2 separate regions of the Lactuca sativa genome follow, and region 1 is linked to region 2. Evidence: chromatin contacts called from public Hi-C data. All regions are on one chromosome and are shown on one strand. Each heading gives the region's core, a stretch centred on a gene start, on an enhancer-like site or on the middle of the called end of the contact. The rest is flanking DNA. Distances are from core to core; before and after follow the strand shown. Region 1 holds the start of LOC111911828. Region 2 holds the start of LOC111911847 (sucrose transport protein).

Region 1 (6,880 bases), core at 751-3,250, 640 kb before region 2:
AAAATCCTGGGTGTTACATTTAGTTTCATTTCAATTGAAACGATATCAAAAAGGCTTCTTAATAGAGTACAACGGATGCGGTACAACTTCTTAATAGAGTACAACAGATCATCTATAGTAATCTTATATCCCCTAGATCTTCGGATGTAGTCTTTAAAAGAATTAGCTTTACCATACAAAAAGGTTTAATGACGCAGCTTATTACCCGTTTGTCATCTCACTCATTATGCGTTGATAATTAAATGAGCAATGAAGGGTATGGTCCATTGAAAGTCAAAAAAAAAAAAAAAACGATATCTAAATGAATATTTATGCGTAATTTTCAATATTAATTTAATGTTCGAACATTATAATTTGAGAATGTTACTCATCATCATCAATCTTTTTACCAATTTGAACACAATATTATTAATTTTTTTCTTTGATATATTTTGAATTAACTTTGAATATCTTGATAGAGATGGTAGTTATTTAAGAAGTGATATTTAATATCAAACCTATATAGGCCTCACGTCTTATGACATTTTAATGTAAATATGGATCAAGAAAACTCTATAAGAAGATGTTGGTTTAGCATTAGGCCATGCTTGCCAAAACGATACACAATAAGAGAAAATTTATGAATAGGATAACTAATTGATTTGGTAGATAGTTTGATTCTGGTCAATGACGAGGTTATATGTGAATTATTGGGAATACTTCCGAAAACAAAAATGTAAGCTAAGGAGGTTCAAAACGTTTACTAGTATTATAAATAAGCATTTACTAGTATTGTGTTATTTATAATACTAAGGAGGTTCAAAGCATTTACTAATATTGAAAGTCAAAAAAAAAAGATATCTAAGGAGGTTCAAAGCATTTACTAGTAGTATTGTATTATTTATAATATTAGTAAATGCTTTGAGCCTCCTTAGTTTACATTTTTGTTTTCGGCAGTATTCCTAAGAATTCACATATAACGTCGTTATTGACTGGAATCAAATTATCTACCAAATCAATTAGTTATTCGATTCATAAATTTTCTCTTATGTATACATTGGTTGCTAGGTATATATTTATTAAATAAGCCATGCATTTGTTATACCAATTTATTAAATGAACCACGCGTTTATTGTAACAATATTTTAAATAAACCATGAATCTCCATTTGACACACATGTATTAAGTGTTATGGATTTACAAAAAACGCTATAAATAATACCTAACTATCAAAGGAAGTTTGGTAACATCTTTTTTTATATTTAATAAAGCAGTTACTTAATTAACATTGAATCAAGATGTATGTGACATGTCGAAATGAAGAGTGTAGTTGTGAAATATATGTAGAATATATTTGTAATGATTATGAAGAAATAAGTAAGGATGTGTTTGACAAAACTAAATGGAATATAACTCTCAAAAACTATTTGAAGCTAAAAGCTAAATTTTTTATTTAATTTTACGTTTTATTTATTTATTTATTTATTTATTTTTTTAATTAAAAGGTAAAACCTTATAATAAAAATTCTCAAAACTGGCTGCCAACATACCCATAATATCTCCGCATTTCATTAATTACTTTCAAATTTACAAATAATAGCGCATTCCTTTTGTTGAAAAGATGCATGACTATTTTACTTTGGATTTTTCGTTGTATGTCCGTTGATGAGCATTTGTTTTAATACATATGAAACTATCTATTTCATTTTAAAATCTGAAAACTAAATTTTCTTTTAATAATAAATATTTAAACAAAAAAAGTATTTTGTAACCTAAATTAAATTTTATTTATATAAATTGTATTAATAAGTAAATGGTAAATATCCATTTATGTGATGGTTAAGAAATGACGTCATGTCATATTTACTTGTATCTTTCGTTGGTAATATGAAATAATCCAACCATCTAATATCGGTAATAATGGCGATAGCCGCTAACTGAATTCAAAGTCCAACTTCAACGACTTCCAACAGCAATCTATTAATTGCACCCAACTGCCTGAGCTTCTCTTCAAGTAATTCTTCTTCTCCATCAAAGTTTTTGTTACAATTTTGAAAATGATTGTTTCAATCGCTACTTTCCTTTGCATCTTTCTTATTTTGCAGCCATGGTGTATCGCCACAAGCGTCGGCGATATTCTTGCTCCGCTTCTCTCTCCGATCTTTGGTTTGTACTAATTAAAACCTTTCAAATTTCAGGGTTTTTTTATATTGTGCGGAATAAATTATATGCTTCATTTGTTCTTTCTGTTTTTCTAATTTCATACTCGAAATGTCTTAACCCTAAGATATTGATGATAATTAGTTTATTTTGAATTGAAACATTTATAACGTCAGTAAGCTCTTGAAGCTATTTACATAAAAATATTTATGTATTATCACCTTTTGGCTCTCAAACTTGACCTACTTCCCAAAATCTCTAATCTCTTAATTAACTAAAAATAAAATAGGATTTGGGGTATTAGAACCTTGATTCCTGCGACTATATCAATTACATCTTTTTTGTGTTCAGTTGAGGTGTTATCTAACAATCTAAATGGCCAATAGTTGAAGTTTAATGCTTTAGTTCACAAGTAGATGAGCTTCTTTTCATGTATTGATTCATTAAACTACTTCAGTTTTGAATTTAATTTGTATCTTATATGAAAAGTGGACAAAGCGATGTAATTCATATAAGGATTCCAAGTATGCTATTGATAATTCTTTTTGTAGAGATATGCAATTGCAAAACCATGACATGCTGCCTAGCTATATTCTTTTTCATGAAGGATTTAGGATTTATATCCATGTTTTTTTGGTGAAATTTAGGATTTACTTGAAAAAGCTCTTAAGTTTTTCATCTTTTTTGGATGTAAATTTTCACAGAAGATGCATGCAATGATGTGAAATGTGGTCAGGGAACCTGCAAGCCTTCGGGTAACAGCACTATCCCATTTGAATGTGAATGCTCACCTGGGTGGAAGCAAATGGCTGTTACTGATGATGACAACTCTTTGAAATTTCTCCCTTGTGTCATCCCAAATTGTAAGTCTAAAACTTCTTGAATTATGTTCTTTAATTTTGTAAACGTAAAATAAGAATCACCCCATCTCTCTCTCTCTCTCTCTCTCTCTCTCTCTCTCTCTCTCTCTCTCATATATTGCTTAACTGTCACAATACACGTGAGTGTAGGAATATGTGATAAGAAAAATATTACCTAAAAACACAGAATAAATGGGTGGGCAGTAATTTAGAGATGATTTTTACAATTTTGTAAGAGATAAAATATATCAAGATAAAAATATAAATGGATATCATAAAATAAAAAAAATAGAAGTAAAAGTCATTACACCATTAAAAGTTATTAATGCTATTTGATTTTAATCCGAGTGGTCCCATATTTTGTCATTGTATTGAACTATGTATTTAGCTGTTACCATATACCCCTTGATTATATTTCTTTTGGTCAATAAAATTTTACAATTTGTATGTGACTGGTAATACATATTTCAGGCACAATGAATTATTCATGTTCGAAAGCTCCATCTCCTGTGCAAGAAAAGGAGAACCGAGGAAATGAATCAATCTTTGATGGTACACAACCATTAAAACTTTATAAAGTTCTGTTTACCCATTTAGACTTTTGGTTTATATGTATTGTGATTGGTGCTTGTTTTTCTAGTGTGTAGGTGGACCGATTGTGGAGGAGGAAAATGTGAGACAACATCTCTCTTCACCCATAAATGCGAATGTGACGAGGGTTATCATAATCTTCTCAACTTAACCTTTTCTCCTTGCTTTAAAGAATGTAAGTCCACATTCTACTCCTGAAAACAATACAGTATTTTGTGTGCATTGGACTAGAACTGAGACTGATGTCAATGAGACACAAATTGTAAATTTTTTTCTGACGAAATAAAGATGGGATAGTGATTCGCTCTCGATATCGTGTCTGTACAAAAAGACGTGAATGCCCTCCTAATCCTCGTCCCCAAAAATAACCCTAAAAACTGTCTTTGTCCAGTCCAATTATGTCGAATGCAACAAAGACAACCTTAGGTTGCATTTGTTACAAGAGACTGGACAAGATTTCTAGGGATATTTTCGTTGATGAGGATTAGGAGGCCATTCATGTCTTTTGCATAGACATGAGATCGAAAGTGAGTCCGTGTCCCACCTTTTTGGGTGGAACAAAAAATTATGATTTTTGTCCAATTGAACAAATGTAGTAGTGTGTAACCGAATTCTTGTTTTTTTTTTGGTTAGGTTCACTCGGAATGGACTGTAAGGACCTTGGACTTGGATTTGGGAACAAATCACCCCCTGCTCCCCCTCCAAGTTTGTCAGATGATCGTTCAAATCAAGGTATGACTGTATCCATTAATTACCATATGCATTCGGATTTATTTAATAACTTCCCAAATTTTAATGTCAAACCAACTATTATTATAGAATACTAAGTGTAAAACTCATGTATTACTTGGGTTCATTTAAAAATAATTAAATATGAAATTCTAAACATTCAAAAGTTTGAATTTATAAGAAAATTTAAAAATATTGAATTATTAAAATTAATGTGTTTTTTTTTTCTTTTTTAAATTTAAACACATAATTTAGATAAATAAACAAAGGAAACTAATGAGATTTTGATTTACAAATTTTTAAATTAAAAGGAAAGTCAATTAATGAAATGAAAAAAACCACAAAATGTCATGTGGAAAAAATTTAATTGAAAATAACCACAAAATGACAAGTGGCCAAATCAATGAAAGTGTGACATGTAGCAAAAAGATTTTTATTTATTAGAGTAGACTAGGTGTGAGATCCGTGTACTACACGGGTTTATTAAAAATAAAAATTTAATATCAATAATTAAACATTAAATATTTTATAAAATAATATTTTTACATAACATAATGTAATCTTTTGAAACATTTATAAAAGAAATCAAATATTCTTTAGAACATTTATAAGAATTTATTATCAAATTAAATAGAATGGTTCTCTTTCTTTATAAAACTCATTAGAATTTTATGGAAATTTATTTAAAAAAAATGGAAATTCTCAAAAAATGACAAGTGGAAAATAATAGTTCTAAAACTCCCACAAAATTACATGTGACAAAACTCTTCAGAAATTTTAAAGTGGCAAAAAAACCTTCATTTATTAGAGAAGATTTGGTGTTAATATAATTTAAAAAAAAAAACATGTACCAAGTACCCAAAGTGCATGAGCGTGGTTTGAGTGACCACTTAATTAGTTGCATTTTTTTAGACAACTTAAAAGGGAAAACGTTACATTTTTTTGGATTGAGGAAGTAATAGTTAGCGTTTCATCATCAACTTAACCAATAAATTAATTGCTTTGACTTGGGTCTATGAGATTCGTTTTGATTGGTGTCTTTACTCTTTTTACCAATATAACCAATGTACTATTTTAACCCATATAGGCAATGCACTTATGATATTATTTTTTTGGTTTGGCAACTTGTCTGTTTTTCAGGTAATTATAGGCTTGAACGTAGCTTCAACTTGTTGATATTTGTGTTTACCCTATTGGCTATTTAACTTATTGCAATAATCGGGTGGATGAATCCAAGTAGTTAGAGCCAACTTGTTTCGAGTAACCTAGAGTTTCATTGAATATGTACTTGTGTTGTGTTGTGGTTTGGTAAGTTAACTTTTTGGATGCAGTATTTTCACACGATTGGATAGAGGTACTTGTGTTTTATTATACCTTTATTTATGATTAGAACTTAACAAATTAATACGTACGTGTTTGTAACTAGTAAGCTACTTTGAGATTTTGAATCTCCCATCTCTAAAGGGATTTATAGATTACACGATTTTCTCAAAGGTATGGGGTCTATACGATCGAAATTTATTAACTCGCTTTATATTGTTTTTTTCTTTTTGGAAAAGAGGCAAGGCTTAAGAAAATTAACTAATTTTATATTGTTTATTGCCTTGCCCTTTATAGGTGACACATAATTCTTCACAATTCATGAACACGTGTTAATTTGTTACCATGTTAGTATTATGTAAAGTACCCAGAATAAAAAAATTGAACTTTTACACCGGTGGCGACACTTTCGGAAATAAACATAAAAGTACTGAGAATAAAAAATCTTCAACGTGGCTAGTGGCTATTGCTTGAGATTTAACTGCTCCAAAATATATAGTGGGTAAAAGGGTTTCAAGTTCAAATCTTTACAGACTTCGTTATTAAAAAAAAAAAAGAACATATTGCCATCGTAAACGATCCTAATGGCTGAAAAACGTTTTACATAATCTCAAAGTTATGAGACTTTTTATTTGGGTATTTTTAGATAAACCAACCATGCCAATTTTGTTAAATCTCAAAACCGACTTCAAATTCAACATTATCGACATAATTGGTGCTTACATCATCGTGTGCGAATTTTGTTAAAGTTCAAAACCGACTTCAAATTCAGCATTATCCACAAAATTGCTGCTTACATCATCCTGTACACGCGGTGTTTTTTTTTTCTTTGATTTGACGTAGTCAAGTAGCCAACCTTTTGAGTCGGTCGATGATGGATTTGTCTTGTTGTTAGAACTTAGAAATTTGGTTTAACTTTTTTCTTATGACACTTGTTGTAACATGAAACCGAACCCCGACATATTGGTAGGAGAATTGAGTCGGCCAAATGTTTCTTTATATCATTATCTTAGAATCCTATACGACTTTTGTCACACCTTTACTGAAAAGCAAGTATTACGTTTAGCTTCCAATTCAACTAAGAAAAGAAGAAGATGCTCAACACGGGCCCTAGATGCCATATAGTATATTGACTATACTCCTTTCATGCCATTCATGATAGCTAAAGCGAAGTATACATACATATGGTAATACGTGGTCCCCTGAATTAAATCATTTAATTGAGATATTAAAATTTGAAA
Region 2 (6,187 bases), core at 3,052-5,551:
ACATGAAAAGGTGGGGTATGAACTCACCTTGAGTGATTCTATGAGATGGATGGTTGGAGAAAGGGGTTTCCAAGTCAAGAACACTTGGAGAATGCTTAAGGATTTGAAGATCCTAAGAACAAATATGATGATATTTGTATAAGAAATCCATGTTATGAGTGAAGTAATGTAGTATGTTTAAGAGTAATGATGAAGAACTTACCAAAAGTGAGGGGAGAATTCGTGACTTCTTGGGAGTTTTGAGTTGCAGAGAGAAGAAAAGAGCAACAGTGGGAGAAAATGTTTGTCTTTGGATGAAGATAAGTGAGACACTTGGGAATTGTTGAGAATAAGATCTCTTTGGTAATGTTGAGAATAAGATCTCTTGGGTGGATTTGGTTAAGTCAATCTGATGGAGTGTGGTTATGAGTAGAAAAAGGACAATGATTTGACTAGGTAAGGTGAAAATAGTGACATAAAGTGGGTGATTACTTTACAAATAAAATAATGAGTCTTAGACATTATTCATAAAAGATGTGATCTAACTCTTCATGTTTGGCATGAAGTAGGAGTTTAGAGGGTTTAGGTCAAGAAAATGCGAGTTTTGAGGAAGTTTCTGGCGTTAAAAACTCCTAAAATTGCTAAGAGGTCTGAAATGGTCAAAAATCCGAAATGGTGTTCGGACTTGCGTGGGTTTCAGAGTCAAGAAACCACTTTCGAAACCAAAATACGAGTTCCGAAGTTGGCCTTCATGTTCCGGAGTCGAATCAGCACAATCCGGAGTCAAAAGGCGCGAAGGAGTGGGGTCCGGAGCAGGCTGGTCTTCCGAGATGCGAAGGAGTCCAGATCGTCAGGAGGTTCAGGAGCAAAACCTTCCAGAGTGGATCTGTCCGGTCCATGTGAAACTATCTGGTCTAGGAGAAGTTCTAAAGCTCAAGGGGAAGTTCCGAGTCAGAAGGAAATTCCAGGGCTAATCCGAAGCTCCGGAGTAAGAAGTGTTCCAGAAATGAATAGTGTATTCCAAAATGAGCTTGTTCTTTTGGGTTTTCACTTTCCGTTTTGCCTGTTTTCAACGTAGGAATGGTTAGGATGATATCGGTGTTTATGAAAAAGTTTTGAGAGATATTTGGGAGAGATTTAGGAGAGAGGGAGATAGAGCGAGAGAGATTGAGAGAGGATTTGCCGGGGGCCTTCATTAGTGTTTGGCATCATAAGGAAAGGTTCGTAAACCCTATTATGCCTTATTCAGAGTGGTTTACACCCCCGAAGGGTATTTAATAGTGCTTTAGAGAGTCATTACATCACTCACCCTAGTTAGGTTTTGGAATTTCTGAACATTTGAAACTTCTGAGTGGTACTTTGTATTATGATAGAAAGTTGTACGTTAGAAACATAGAATTTACCCTATCATACAAGCACTAAAGGAGTGTATCGGTTTGACCCAATGAATTTTGTTGACTTTGACTTGACCAGAATTTGACAGCTGTCACACTTTAGCACCTCCTCCTTCCAAGAAAAGTAATCTTACTGTTGATCTACATGTTTTAGCTAAAAAAGGATATAACTATTGAGGAATTCAGAGAGATTATGATAGAGAACAATGCTGCCATTCAAGCTAGAAAAGAATCTTAAATTTGATCATGGTCTTGCTTCTTCTGATGAAAGTGTTGATGTTCAAAGTAGTTTTGATCAAATCAAGAAAATTCAACTATTCAATAATAGTGTGGACAAACAACACAGGGTTTCAAAGCTTAATGACAATTACAACAGAAAGAAATTTGGAGATGTTCTGGCTCATGTATCAAAGCCTGATCCTATTTTTGGGGTAAGGTGCACTAAACCAAGGAATGAGTCACTGAAGCTTCTCTTGGTAAAAACGAAGACTGAGTATGAATACACTCAGGTTATATACGCTCGTGAGCTGGTCAAATTTGGCTGCAACCAGTGGATACAAATTCGGGAACTTATCGACAAACATAAAGATATTCATGCTCGGGAGGTAAAGTTAGCAATTCATCAACTTCTCAACAAAGTAAAGAAGTTGAATCTTGTGCCATCAACTAGTCCTCCTAGACCATCCACTTCAGGAAGAACATGCGCTCCTAAATAGTCAAAATCATATGTGCTTTCAATGCATTGATGATCTTCCTGCTGCACCCACTGAGCACTTATTTCATCTTCGTATGGAAGGACTTATATATAGAATTTAAAAGAGGATACCATGTGTTGATTTCTATTAAGCTCATCAAAAGATTGGAATAACTCAAAATTGATGAATTCACGTGGGTAATGCTTGAAATCTTGAAAGAAGCAGATAAGTTCTACAAGGTTCTTTTGATGACTCCTTTAAAGAAGATTAGTTTTTGACATAATCAGATAGGGCGAGATTGTAAGGTCCCCCCCTTATGATCTGATGAGTCAAATACTTTATATGCTGACTGCTAGTGCCAACATCTCAAGATATTATCAGCATCAACATGAAGATCAACATCAACGTTCGATTATAGAATCTAATGTAATATTCGTATATTAGGTAATTATACGGATATATGTAGAATAGATAGCAGATCTGATAACCTTGTGATAAGGATCAATTCTTAGTATATATTAGATACAATCTCTTCTATCAAGGGATATACTAATATAAATTAGTATATATATATATATATATATATATATATATATATATATATATATATATATACAACATTTGGGTAAAACCCTAACGTTAACATATTGGTTACCATCTTTGTGACAACCTGTTTTCTTTGTGAAAACAAACCATTTCTTGGTGAAAGACAATTTTGTTAAATATCTAGTGTTCTTTACTTTTTTAGTTCCTTGTTTGTTTAAGGTAATTTGCTTGTTCTTTGTTTTTTTACTTGAAGTGTATCCGATCAATACTAACTTTCATGCCAAGATCTGATAACCCTTCTTATAACATACCAAACTAAAAACACACAATGACACAATATTTATATGGTTTGGTCAAAGTGATCTATGTCTGCGAGAAGGAGAAGAGTATTCTTTATTCACGAGGTTCTTAAACAGAGATTACAAGTACAACTTAATAGAGTAAAAAAACCACTATAATATTTTAATACGTTAAAATTCTTATATTTTTAAAAATTTTTGTCTAATTTAAGGCGTTGAGCCTGATAAATCTAGATAATCATAGATATTAATTGATTCAGATATTTAAAGGTTCGTTCGTTACAATATCTTTGATTATAATTTTTTTTTTTTGAGAATATAGGGTTTTAAAACACTAAAAAACTAATATAATTGTTTTTTAATGGTTGAATGGACATATGTTAGGTTTTTCATACTAGAAAGCTTTGAATTAGACTTTCAAAAAGATATAGGGATTTTAGCGTACTAAAAAAAATATAATGGTTTTTAAAAAAATTAGATAAAAATATATTGGATTTTTTATAAGTTAGCTCTAAAATTATTATTCACGTATTGCAAAATTGTTAATTATTATGATACGACTCAAAGATTATTTTATTTTTAAATTGAAGTAAACATTTGATAAAATTTGGATAAGCAATGAGTCAATGACACGGCTTAGTTATATTATAACTTTTGAATAAAAGAGAAAAGGGACATGAATGATTATATTTAAACTTTGAATTAATTACCGAAGATAGTAGTTTATTGATAATATATTTATATTTTATAACTATAGATAATAAGTTTGTGGATAAATTAAAGTATGTTACCAAACATAAATGGACAATTTTAACAATTTCATAAATATATTGGTAAAAGATTCGTTATAGTCTAAAACATTTTTGGTATTACTTTAATTAAAATCATTTTAAATATTTTGTGTATTTATTAAACAATATGACAAATAAATGTGAAAAATCTTTTCACTCGGTGTTTTATTATGTACTGCTGGGCGCCAGGTGAAATCTAATCACTCATGACTCAATCTTCACGGCTCATGCTTCATTTCCGTTGCTTCACCGACCATACGACCAACCTTACCTTAAATAAAACCGTCCAACCATATATAAAATGATGTCATAATTGCGCTAATTAAATACACAAATGAAATTTTTATTAATTTTTTTAAAAAATTAATAATTAGTTTTAGGATATAGTAGTTATATACTATTTATGTACATGTGTGTGTGTGGCTGTGTGTGAGAGAGAGCGGGTCTAGCGTCAATGAAGAGGAGATGTGTATGTTTGAGAGTCAAGTTTGGTTGATAATACGTCACTACTGGTAGTCCGTAGTATTCTGAATTAGAAAGTAATTTGAATCCGTTAAATTTATTTATTTGTAGTTATAAATATTGATAGATAGTAATTTAGAAAATATTATCCAAAACTAAAAGGCTCACTGCCAAGTGCCAGCCCAAGCCATCTCATCATTCTTGAAGCCGCCAAAAAGCTTATAAATACCATCCTTCATCTCCATTTAATTCTCACATATCCGCTCTCTCTTTAACTCCATTTTCATCCTCATCTTGATTTTCAGAACATGGTGTCATCCACAAAAGATGATAAACAACCACCACGGGCTCCGCTGGAAATGCAGCACCATGAATCACCACAAAGGCCGATATGGCAATTAATCATGGTGTCTGCCATCGCCGCCGGTGTCCAGTTCGGATGGGCCCTCCAACTCTCCCTCCTCACCCCTTACGTCCAACTCCTTGGTGTTCCGCACGCCTGGTCATCTTTCATCTGGCTCTGTGGTCCAATCTCCGGTATGATTGTTCAGCCGGTCGTCGGTTATTACAGCGATCGATGCACCTCTCGCTTTGGTCGCCGCCGTCCCTTTATTGCCGGAGGAGCTTTGCTTGTCGCCATCGCCGTTTTCCTTATCGGTTACGCTGCCGACATTGGTGTCTCCGCCGGAGACAAACTCGGTGCACCGACGAAGCCCCGCGCCGTAGCCATTTTTGTCGTCGGTTTCTGGATTCTTGATGTTGCAAATAACACGCTTCAAGGACCATGCCGGGCGTTGTTGGCTGACTTATCCGGGTCGAATTCTAGCAAGATCCGTACCGGAAATGCCATGTTTGCTTTCTTCATGGGTGTCGGAAACGTACTCGGTTATGCCGCCGGTTCTTACACCCACCTCTACCAGATCGTCCCCTTTACAAAAACCGCTGCATGCGACGTCTACTGTGCAAATTTGAAAACCTGTTTCTTCATCTCCATCGCACTGTTGGTGAGCATAACGGTGTTGGCTCTAGCGACGGTGTCGGAGGATGTTTTCGTACCGGAAGCCGTCGATAAATCCAACGGGAAACAAATGGTTTTCTTTGGAGAAATGCTCGGAGCATTGAAAGAAATGTCTAGGCCGATGTGGATCTTGTTGATGGTGACATGCTTAAACTGGGTTGCATGGTTTCCATTTTTTCTTTTCGACACCGACTGGATGGGTAAGGAGGTGTACGGTGGTGAGGTGGGTACTGGACCGGCTGGGCAGATGTACAACCGTGGTGTCCGTGCCGGAGCTTTGGGTTTGTTGATTAACTCAGTCGTGTCAGGTCTCTCTTCTCTGTGCATCGAGCACTTGGCTCGTTGGGTAGGTGGTGTGAAGCGGTTGTGGGGTGGCGTTAACTTCCTTCTTGCTGTTTGTTTGGCGATGACTGTTCTGGTGACGAAGATGGCGGAGTCTGAAAGGCAGTTCACGACGTTGCCAGATGGGACCACCACTCCTCTGCCACCTAACGCCGGGATCAAAGGCGGAGCTCTGTCGATTTTCGCCGTCCTCGGTGCCCCACTCGCTGTGAGTAAATTCTTACCTTTACAACTACTTGCATCAAATTCACATATAATTTTTTTTATATTAAATATTATTAGGAAATTAATACTTTCTCCATATTTATAATATACATGCTTTTATTGTTTTTCTTTTAAAGTTGCATCATAATAAATAATTAAATACCAATTTTTAAATGTAAAAGAATATAAAATAGCTCAGGTATAAACATTTTTGGGTTGCAATATATATGTTTTTGTGTGGAATAATTTTTTTTTGAAGGATAATAATAGTTTAAAAGGAAATGGATAGGAATACTACCTTATTAACCGAATATATTCTTTATAAAGTATATATGGAATTTGATTATATTCTTATCAAGAAGAGAATTTAAGATGGTAATTGTCTTACATTTAATCGATTATTATCAATATATTTTTTGATTAATGATATCATGAATCTTTGCAACTCTTAAACACT

Evidence for each region. Hi-C and Micro-C count contacts between places; a contact is called where the count stands out from the background.
Region 1: a contact with region 2 is called in a Hi-C map of leaf, with 7 times the contacts expected there. The contact joins the promoter of LOC111911828 here to the promoter of LOC111911847 in region 2. A contact is called at or near these places in 2 of 4 Hi-C or Micro-C datasets (both in leaf).

The regions. Positions count from the first base shown.
Region 1 is chr1:10,443,466-10,450,345 of Lsat_Salinas_v11, reverse strand. It overlaps LOC111911828, which reads left to right and starts at 2,000. Exons shown (of 6, transcript XM_042897799.1): 1 at 2,000-2,145; 2 at 2,847-3,002; 3 at 3,471-3,551; 4 at 3,640-3,765; 5 at 4,224-4,322; 6 at 5,460-5,724. The coding sequence starts at 2,037. The coding sequence ends at 5,524.
Region 2 is chr1:9,811,200-9,817,386 of Lsat_Salinas_v11, reverse strand. It overlaps LOC111911847 (sucrose transport protein), which reads left to right and starts at 4,301. Exons shown (of 4, transcript XM_023907593.3): 1 at 4,301-5,734. The coding sequence starts at 4,475.